2 separate regions of the Hordeum vulgare genome follow, and region 2 is linked to region 1. A link is a contact called in public Hi-C data. All regions are on one chromosome and are shown on one strand. Each heading gives the region's core, a stretch centred on a gene start, on an enhancer-like site or on the middle of the called end of the contact. The rest is flanking DNA. Distances are from core to core; before and after follow the strand shown.

Region 1 (4,967 bases), core at 1,033-3,532:
GTTCGCGCTTCCTAATTTGTTCGGGGTTTTCAAAATTATTTTCTGTTTCAAAATTTGTTCTCCAGATTCAAAAAATGTTTGTGCTTCCAAATTTGTTCAGATCGGTCGGAGCGGTCCGCGGACAGATGCGGTGCCCGTTTTAGGGGTCATCACAGTTGCCCTTATGCAGCATCCTACATTTCACCTTTCTATTTTCGGATTCGCCGGTTGGATTGTGATTCAAATGATGCTCTCAATCTTGGGTTACTTGTCCAGTACTGTACTAAACTAGTCGGATGGGATCTTGTTTCATGTGATCGGGACAGTGCAAGTGCGTGCGTGTTTTGTCAATTTGCGCCTTTCTCCAGACAGGACAAACAAAGCATAGTACTATTTGTTCCGTGATAGTATGACAGTGACTAGCTCCCGGATCAAATTATGGTCCTCAACCAGAAACGCAACCAAATCATGGAGCCCCTAATGCATTTCACTATTTATTTTTCCTGTTGCCTTCAACGGGAAAAGATGGCGTAAAAATGTTATTGTCTGGTTGGTAGCCCTGTCCAGCTACCCGGAGGCACAGTGAAGCTGAACTCCATTCAATTCGATCAGTTGGCTTGTTAGCTGCTGTGCACCCACCTGGATTGACATCTATGATTTATAGTAGTCCAACTGAATTTTGTTTACATGGTCCCAGTTTTGTACCGGGGTCTGGGGTGAAATTTTTATCGGTTCAACCAGCAGCCCTGTGCTTCACCAACTCTCCCTGATTTATGTCTTGGTTAAAAACATTCTGATTAGGTTAATTGTTGGTACATGCGACAACCTGGTCAAACTATGATATATTTTCTGAACTCCAGTCAACTAGTGAGCTAATCAGCTGTAATTTATCTTGACATATTAGCTGGGTTGCTAAATTAGTAGCGCACAGTATGTTCTGTCCCACGTGGTCAGCTGATGGGAGGCTATCGAAAAGCGAATTGATTATATACACAACACCGTGGTTCATGGAAAAATGAAAGGAATACCTACACTTGTTTAAGAAAAAACTAACAAGGGATAACTTGCTTGTTGGAGCGTACAAGAAATAAAGAAAGAATTTGGAAAATTTCAATAAAAACATGGAATTCTGAAAATATATGTCTCTGGATGAGATGGTGCTTCACCAAAGTTTGAAACAACAAGCTAGATGGAAGACGTCAAGGTAATTTCTGACCTTTGTTTTAACTACAAATACTATCCCTCCGTAACTAATGTAAGCCGGGGTTTTTTTTTGTGCGTGTGTGTAATGTAGCCGTTTTTTTTACAGCGTGAGGTTGTAATACTGTTCGGCCCGTATTTTAGGGAGTGAGGTCCCACTCACTGTGGATCCTATCAGACCTTGTATGTACACTAATAAACAAACTTGGATGGGATCCTGTGATTGGGACAGTTACAAATGAGTGCGTGCGTGTTTTGCCTACTTGCACCTTGGCAAGCAAATCATAGTACTGCTCCGTGATAGCAGTATGACGGTGACTAGTTACTCAATCAAATTATGGTCCTCGACTGGAAATTCAAACCAAATCATAGGACCCATAATGCACTTTACTCTTTTCTTTTCTGTGTGCCTTCGACTGGAAACGATGAGGTAAAATTGCAACTGTTTGGGCACACTGAATTTGGATTCCATTCAATTCAATTCGATGGAGTACCTACTTGGGTTGACATCTATGATAAAGGACGCTATTCCAACCTATGTTTATATGGTCCCAATGTTGTAGTGGAGGTGAATTTATCGGTTCCCTTGCTGCACCAACTCTCCCTGATTTCTTCTGGTTAAAACCCTCCCATTCAGTTAATTATTATTAGTACACGCGACAAGCTGGTCGAATCAAATCAAATGAAATAAAATCAAGCGGGCAACCAAGCGCTGATGCACCAATTAATAATTAATAAAAAATCAGGGCGGAGATTGGGGGTGAACAGTGGTGGTGATCGAGGGAGTACTGACCGGTGCAGAGGGTGACGGTCCAGACGTAGATGAAGGTGCCGTAGGGGATGCCCGGGTTCGCCGCCTTCCTCCGGTCCACCGCGCAGCCGGGGCACCCATCCACGTACGACACGGCGCCGGCCTTCTTCTCCAGCAAGGGCACCGACGACTCTGCCGCCGCCGCGGCCCGCCCATTGCGGTTTTGCTCCTCCATATTTACGGCTGCGGCTGTGGTCTCTGTGAACTAGGGAGGGAGGGAGGAAGGGGTGGGGAAGGGAGGTTGTTTGGAGCGAGGCTATATGTAGTAATGCGAACCCAACAATGATCCGTATGAAGCTGCACGTGCTTGAGATGGGTGAGAATTTATTTCGCTTTGCTTCCGTGGCGATCAAGTTTCAAGTAGCCATGCCGACCAGATCCGTCACCCAGAAGAGAGAAACAAAATCGGATCGACCAACGTATAATACCAACCAAACCTCTTCTCTCTCTTTCTCTCTATTTTTCTTTGACGTTCGAATACCAACCAAACCTTTGTTGTGCAACGGAGCAAAGCAACTCGCATTATTTATGAATTTTCTTTATGATTTTTGACGATATATTTTTAATGAAAGAAGATGTTTCTGTCAACGATAAGACGCCTACGATGACTTCATGAATCTTAAGATGATATATCGGCTCAATCTCTCGGAGGTGCTCATAGCCTCATAGAGATAAGGTGTGTACCCGGCGTTCATAGATGTGAGTGTATGCGCGTGCATATGAACGGTTGTGTTTGCACCGTGTTTAAGAAAAAGAGGAAATGAGCAACACCAGGTCTCCATTTGGAATAGAAGACCATAAATAGGACTTACATGTACACCAAACTGTTTTCTTTCTCTCTTCTATACCTCTATACCTACCCTATACCAACCTACTTGGCTTATTCGTTACTCCTTCCGCAAAAACCTAAAACCTCTCTCGCGATTAGGGTTTCGAGCGAAAGTGACGGCGCTCGTCGGATTTGAACGACGAGGTGGTCCTGGACTTCGTGGGCGATGTTGACACTGCCCAGCGATGCACATCGCGACTCGGGCCCCAGCTCTCCTCGGGCTGCTAGGGTTCGTTTGGAGGAGGCGCTCGGGAAACTTGGGATCCATGATAAGAAGGCAATTCCATTGGTGATCGACGACACAGAAGAAGGGAAACTGACAAAGTGGCTCCTGGCTGGGAGAGTGCTACACCCCAATCTTTTGCATATCCGGACCATCTCAGGAGCGCTTCGGTCGGTGTGGGGTAACCCTAGAGGTATCCGGTTCACAACGACGGGGGAGAATACTTTGTGGTTGAGTCTGAAACACAGAGGGACAAAGATACCATCTCAGCGCTTCAACCGAAGTGGGGTAACCCTATAGGTCTCTAGTTCAGAGCGATGGGGGAGAATACTTGGTGGCTGAGTTTGAAACATAGAGGGACAAAGATTCTCGGAGGCATCTCCATGGCATGTCAGCAAAAAAGCAGTCATCTTGGCTGAGTTTGAAGACTATATGAGGCCGAATGAAGTCTTGTTTTATCGGCTCAATTTATGGGCTAGGGTCTCAAATCTTCCCTATAACCTACTCATGGGGGAAGTTGATAGCTAAACATATTGATAAGAATGCAACATCTGTTCAGTTTGATCATGTGAGTGGCTACCTTTGGGCCCGTGTCTGATTAATGTTAGCAAACCACTCAGACGATGGATATTGATAGATTCAGCTAAGAGAAAAAAGATGGATTTGTACGACATACAATACGAACAATTGCCCCACTTCTGCTTTTCCTGTGGCCGCCTTGGTCATCCAGATTTGTATTGCCTTACTCCAGGTCCTCGGAATGCAAATGGTGATCTACATATTGGACCAAAGTTGAGGGCACCGGATGAAAGAAAAAAGTGTGCTTCCGGTGATAGTTTGAAAAAGGAGCAATACTCAAGTGCAAGCAATGTCACATCCCAGATTTTCCCAGAATTTGGCATGTTGAAAAATTCACAGGGATTTAAAATTTTCCAAAATAAAACCCTGCTTGATTGATTGCTAGCCAGAATTGTTGGATTGCTTGATCAAAAGGGTTGAAGCCCAGTGCAAATAGTGACAACATACATAACCACTAGGTGGAACCCCAAACAATGAAATATTCTTCGGCAAAAAAATCAAATAAGCCCCAAGAATAACCAAGCCAAATAAAGTATTTTCCTTAAAAACAAAATTGATTGATTTGATTGAAAATCAGAACAAATCAAAAGGAAGAAATTCCAAATCTAGTTTTGCAAACCACTTGGCAGGAAATGAAAGTCCACAAGACCAAATGATGACCTAGACCTTTTGTCATTTCCTAATAGTGGATTTGAAACAAATTTGGTTTTGCGATCAAATTCAAATTCAAATAGTATAAATAAGTGTAGAAAATATATTCCTAATTTGCGCAAAAGAAATGTTCAAACATTTCTAAATATTCCATTTCAAAATTAGGGCAAGTTTGTTTTTGAAAGAAATTCAAATCCAAACTACATTTGAATTTAGAAAAAGATAGAAAAAGAGAAACAAAAAAATAGAAAACACAAGAAAAAGAAAAGGCCAAGCCAACCAAGCCAGCCCACCGCGCACCTCTCTCTCTCTCTCTCGCTCGCTCGCTCGCTAATGTGCGGGGCCCGCACGTCAGGGTTGTCCCTCACCTTCTGCGCTAACCGTGCCACGACCCGATGCACGTCGTGGCCACGGCCTCCGCGACAGTGTGCTCCTCGTACCCGCCAACCCCAGCCATCGTGCCCTATAAGAATCCCCGACCCCCTCTCTCTTTTGCCCAAGACCGCGACACCTGAGGCCGTCAGACTACCGTCGTAGACACCCCCGAGCCCCGCCTATGACCTAGGTTCGCGCTGGTTAATTACGGCCACCGCAAACCTCCCCGAGTCCTCCCGTCTCCACTCTCCGATGAACATCCTAGACACCCTCTCCGAGCCCACAACCACTTGGAGCACCTGGACCACCATGGACCGAAG
Region 2 (4,967 bases), core at 1,066-3,565, 200 kb after region 1:
TCCTCAAAAAAGGATAACAACGTTTACCTGGAAAGAAGAAAGTATGCTGGCGTTTCTGCGCCCACGAGAACCTGCATATGTGAAAAAACATGTGATTTCTGAACTTCAAGTACATTCCGTTTGTATGTAGTTGCCAAAGTAGCAGCGTGAGCTAGTATTAAAGTTTATTTTTCCTTGTAACACATCAAATTTTTTGCAGGGGCAATGAGGAACAAGGAATACTAACATAATGCCGGCGCCTGCAGGAGCAACTGCCTTGAAAAGGGACATTCCAGTCATGGCTAACCCATTTGCTGCTCCTCTTTGGTCCTGAGACTGTTAGTAATTGCATGGTCATTAGTGCGATAGACATCTTCGGTAAAATGTATTGAATCGGGATTAACTTATGGTTTCCATACCACAGCGTTGTTTTGAAGGATGAAGAGGCCTGTAATGATGGTAACCTGATATAGCAAACATGGGGAACATAATTAACATGAGAGAACTTTTAGTGGCGCGGGACAAATAATACCCATGATCTGGTTTTCTAATATTAAAACCAAAAATGTTACAAGGCAGAAACATGTACAACTCATAAGAGGCGGACAAGCACTGCTTTAGATTTTTCACGTTACATATAATTTCCATCTATGATCTATCTACAGAGTCAACTCTGAAACTTCAGGTAACGAGGATTCTGAAATGAGATAAAAATAATACTCACAGCAATATTATTCTTTAAGACTGATGCAATACTCAGAACGATTGACAATGCAGGTCCTGACAGGTATGTCATGTAGGGATAGGCAAATAGAATAGGTATGCACAGAGCCTGCAAGGTCAATCACAATAGTTAAGATATAAAGTCAGAGGATAGAAGAACTTCAGCAATTAAAAAAAAATAGCAGGTTTTTACTCACGGCTGCGATTTGACAACATTTGATCGGTCCAAGAATTTTATTGATGCGTGGGTATATGAACATTTGATACACAAGCACACTGCCACCTGAAATGGACATACAATACTGACCGTGTTGTTACCATAGAAGGCTCGTTCTACTGAAGGGGAAAATGAATACCAAGGAATATGCTTGAGAAAAAGAACTTAACATTGATGCTACTCACTGTGTACAATGTTAGTGAAATATGATTAATAATGCATCGAATTTTAATGAACCTTGAGCCCCTTGCCACTGCCACATCAGAAAATTTATGGCTTCGATGGCTTTTGGTGTTTTATGTGATGCCTCCGTGTCTCTCCTTTGTGATAATATAATTATCCTATTCACATTTTCAATGATCCGTTAATCATGGAAGCATCATTCATGCGCTCTCACTGCCAATAGTCAACTATTCGTTCGATCCCAATATGTTCCAACAGACATTCCATTGGCAGATTTCTTCACAAAGCCCCAAATTAGAGAACAATATCGGCTTCATGTTCTCAAATCAATGTTTCAGATAAACCTTCAGTTTGAGTAGGGTGTAAAGAGTTTCAGATCCACCATGAGGGCTATGATGCATATCTCTCTCACTGCATAGAGAAAATCGATTTGGCCATTTCCCATTCTGTCTAACAGTTAAAGCTCATGCTGGGCCCAAATCATTACTTTTAAGTTTTAACTGAGTTGATTACTCTCGGCTGATAGAACATTTGAACAGACGATGAGAAGATTCCATATTAACACAGATGGAAATTATTACCATTAGCAGACTGAAAGGAAAGGGTTGGCAGGGTTGACGGTAGAAGAGACAGCATGCGACTGAGGGCGCTCTCCCCCTGCGGCGGACTGGCGGCCATGAAGGACTGACGGCCTGAGTGGCTCTCTTACAGCGCCCGGCCAGCGTGCCGCATGGACCCTGTGCCCCCGCCAGCCCTGTCGGCGGCGCCCTCCCTCCGCTTTCCCCTGTCGGCGAGGCGCTGGGCGGACTGGGCTGAGGAGCTAGATGCCGACGAGCTCGAGCAGTCTTCGGAGGGGGAGGGCCGGCTGGAGATGCCTGTCTCCCTGGCACCTCCGCAGCTTGGCCTCTTCCTGGCCGCGGCGCGACCTGCCCGCCGGCGGCCGGCGAAGGTGGTCGGGCGGCGGGTTCCGGCGTCAGGACGCTGGCCTTCCCCGATGACACCCCCCCCCCCCGCCCGCCCCTTGCCGGTGTGCCGCCCGGGTTATCCCCCGTGGTGGCCGCCGGGGATGGCGCCTGCGTGGCCCGGCCTGGCATCGGTACCCTGCCCCCCTGCGCGGCGGCGACGCCGGTGCCGGCGACGGGTGGCGCCCGGGCGGTGCTCCCTCCCCCGTGCCCTACCGATTCGGGCAGACCGGCGGGTCGTTGGGCAGCTATCCCCCTCTCTGGCCCCCACGGAGCAGACCACGACCCATCTCGGCCAAAGAGGTTGCTTGGGCCTCCCGCCGCGCACTGCACGCTCTGGCGCGGGTTAAACAGAGGTGGGCTGAGGCCCACAAGGGCCCACCCCAGCCACCGCGTCGAGGCCCAGGACAGGGGAGGCCGGCCAGGCGCGGGATTAGGGTTCCCCCCCCGACCCGAGCGCCGCCTCCTCGTTCTGTCGCCCAACCTCATTCCCCTGTGCGCCCGGCTCCTCGGTCGGCTTCTCCTGCCCAAGTTGTGTGCGCCCCGCCCTCGCTCGCGCCTGCCTCCCTCCGACAGCCAGCAGGCGCCATTCTGGCGCGCGGCTGGACTACGCTGCGGCCGACTCCCCTGTGCACGGTCGGCCGCCCCCTGCTCCCGTCCGCCCCTCTCTAAGGCTCTCCTACCGGGAGGCTCTGATGACCCGTCATGCTGGGGATGGCCAGTCCGGCCGACCAGCTCTCCCAGCCCGCGGCCTCTCCCGTGATCTCGCCCCGGATGGGGGTGCCGGCGCTGGCTCGTCAAGTTCCGGCCGCGTGGGTACCAGTCGGCTAGGGAGGTCCCCGAAATACTACTCCGGAACCTCCCTCCGCCACCCCCACCCGGACCGGGACCCCCGCCTGCCGCTGCCGGGCTCGTCGGGGGACATTCGGAGTGTGAGGTCTGATGTGGACCGGGAAGCGGCCCTTCGGGCTGAGTTGGTGGCGCGCCCCCCTCCGGTTTCTCGGCCTCGGGACGCGCATGCTCCTCGCACTCCCCCTGCCCGTGCCCCTGCTCACCGGACCTCGGCGCCCACTTGGAGGCGGGATCGTCAGGACCATCGCTGGGAGGACCGGCGGGGCGGGCCGCATGTGCGGCGCAGCGATGATGATCGCCGCTCTGACTGGCGCACCTCTCGGGCGGAGGGTGCGGACTAGCGCCGGGATGACGGGCCTCCCAGGCGCGTGTCCCCCGAGGTCCCGCCTGGCGCCCCTCTGCCCGCCCCGGCCCCGACTAAGAAGAAGAAGTCGAAGAAGAAGAAGGCCGCTGCTGCTACTCTCGCGGGTGCTGGGTGCCTGACCCTGTCGGGGGCTCCTGAACAGGAGGCTCTGGACCCCCCCCCCCTCCCGCCACGCGGGTTAGTCGCCAGCGCTCCCGTGAGGACACGATGTGCATCAACTGCGGATGCGCAGGTCACTTCCGCTCGGAGTGTGAGGCCCCCCGCAGTGCCCCACGACCCTCGCATACCTTGGGTATGGTGCTGAGCGTGGGAGTTTCTACTTCGTGGATGCGGAGATTGAGGAGGAGCCGGCTCGGCCTCACCTGGCGACGGTCACCCTGGCTTCCGAGTAGGTCATCCCGGAGGGGCTGTTGATCTCGGCTGGCCTCATCCGGGCTGAGCTCGCGGCTTACATTGGCGACTTTCGTGATTCCGAGTTCGCCTGGGAGGTGACTGAGACGGCCCCCCTCGTCTTCTCGGCACCCTTTCCCTCGGCCAAGCTACTCCGGGTCTGCTCACATGACCTCATCCGCTGTCCCATCAACAAGTTCATGATTTCCGTGCAGGCGGCGGCGGCAGAACCTGACCCCGTCCCGCCCCTGGAGAAGGTGTGGGTCCTCGTATATGGCCTCCCAAGGGGAGGCAGCGTGGCTCCGCGGGGTGGCAAGCTTACCCACATCCTGAAAGCTATCTCCGAGCCGATGGGCAAGTTGATCACCGCCGACCTGGCATCATTTGAGGATGATGCTCCCGCCCGCATTGAGATCCTCTGCCCGGCTCCCGCTGAGATCGATGGCATGTCCTTGGTCTTCTACTTCGGGTCCAAGGGCAGGCGCCTCACCTTCGAGCTCGAGTCCCCGACCCTCGTGGACCCGCTGGATTCGGCCCTGGCTGGCCTAGCCCCTGGCGATGGGGGGCTTGGTGGCGAGGAGGGATCTTCGGAGGAGGGTTCGTCTTCCGAGGGCGATGAGGATGTTGGAGGGGCTCTGCCCGAACCGTCCGATGGTCAGCGCAACCCCGACACTGCGCCCGCTGGACCGTCGGGGCCCGCGGAGAGTACCCCCGTGGTGGCTTTGGTGCCGAAGGCGGCCGTAGGCACTGGGATGGCCCTCCCTGTCTCTGACCGCCTGGTGGTCGCCGCCGAGGAGGAGGTGAGTGTGGGTATGGAGGTGTGCCCTGCCTCCTCCCTGCGCTCGCCTGGGGTGGTCTGCTACTCGCGTTCTCCGGGGTCCCCTCCTTCCCCGACCTTGGGGTCCCCGGACCCAGGCCCTCCTATGGTCGTCCACCCTGGCTGGGTGTCTGAGACCCCCCCCCCCCCCCCCGCACCACGCTCGAGGCCACGTGAGGGCGCCTCCCTCGTGGTGGCGGCGCGACAGAGCACGCGGATCAGCTAGTCCCGGATCCTTCAGGATAGCCGCATCCCGACGATCCCTGAGCTGGCGGCTTGCTGTGCTGCAGCCCGTGATCTGTTTTCGGGTACGTCCTCCCCTCTTCCTCCCTCTCAGTCTGGTTCTAGGTTCTCTGTGCTCTCTAGCGATATGGTTCCCCGTTTGGCTGAAGTGGCTGCAAATAGTGGCATTGTGTTCCGAGGAGAAAAATGTCCCCCTCTTGAGCAGATCTTCGCCTTGTGTGCGAAAGAGAGGCTTGA

The links. A called contact is a pair of places that touch in the nucleus more often than the background predicts.
Region 2: a Hi-C map of seedling shows a contact between it and region 1, with 4 times the contacts expected there. The contact joins the promoter of LOC123448202 here to the promoter of LOC123448200 in region 1. A contact is called at or near these places in 3 of 6 Hi-C or Micro-C datasets (leaf and seedling).

What each region holds. Positions count from the first base shown.
Region 1 is chr4H:148,190,139-148,195,105 of MorexV3_pseudomolecules_assembly, forward strand. LOC123448200 (protein ZINC INDUCED FACILITATOR-LIKE 1-like) reads right to left here and starts at 2,283. Exons shown (of 17, transcript XM_045125013.1): 1 at 1,973-2,283. The coding sequence starts at 2,165.
Region 2 is chr4H:148,390,863-148,395,829 of MorexV3_pseudomolecules_assembly, forward strand. It overlaps LOC123448202 (translation initiation factor IF-2-like), which reads left to right and starts at 2,316. Exons shown (of 2, transcript XM_045125018.1): 1 at 2,316-4,795. The coding sequence starts at 3,871. The coding sequence ends at 4,713. It overlaps LOC123448201 (protein ZINC INDUCED FACILITATOR-LIKE 1-like), which reads right to left. Exons shown (of 17, transcript XM_045125017.1): 12 at 900-985; 13 at 704-811; 14 at 399-443; 15 at 227-315; 16 at 28-71.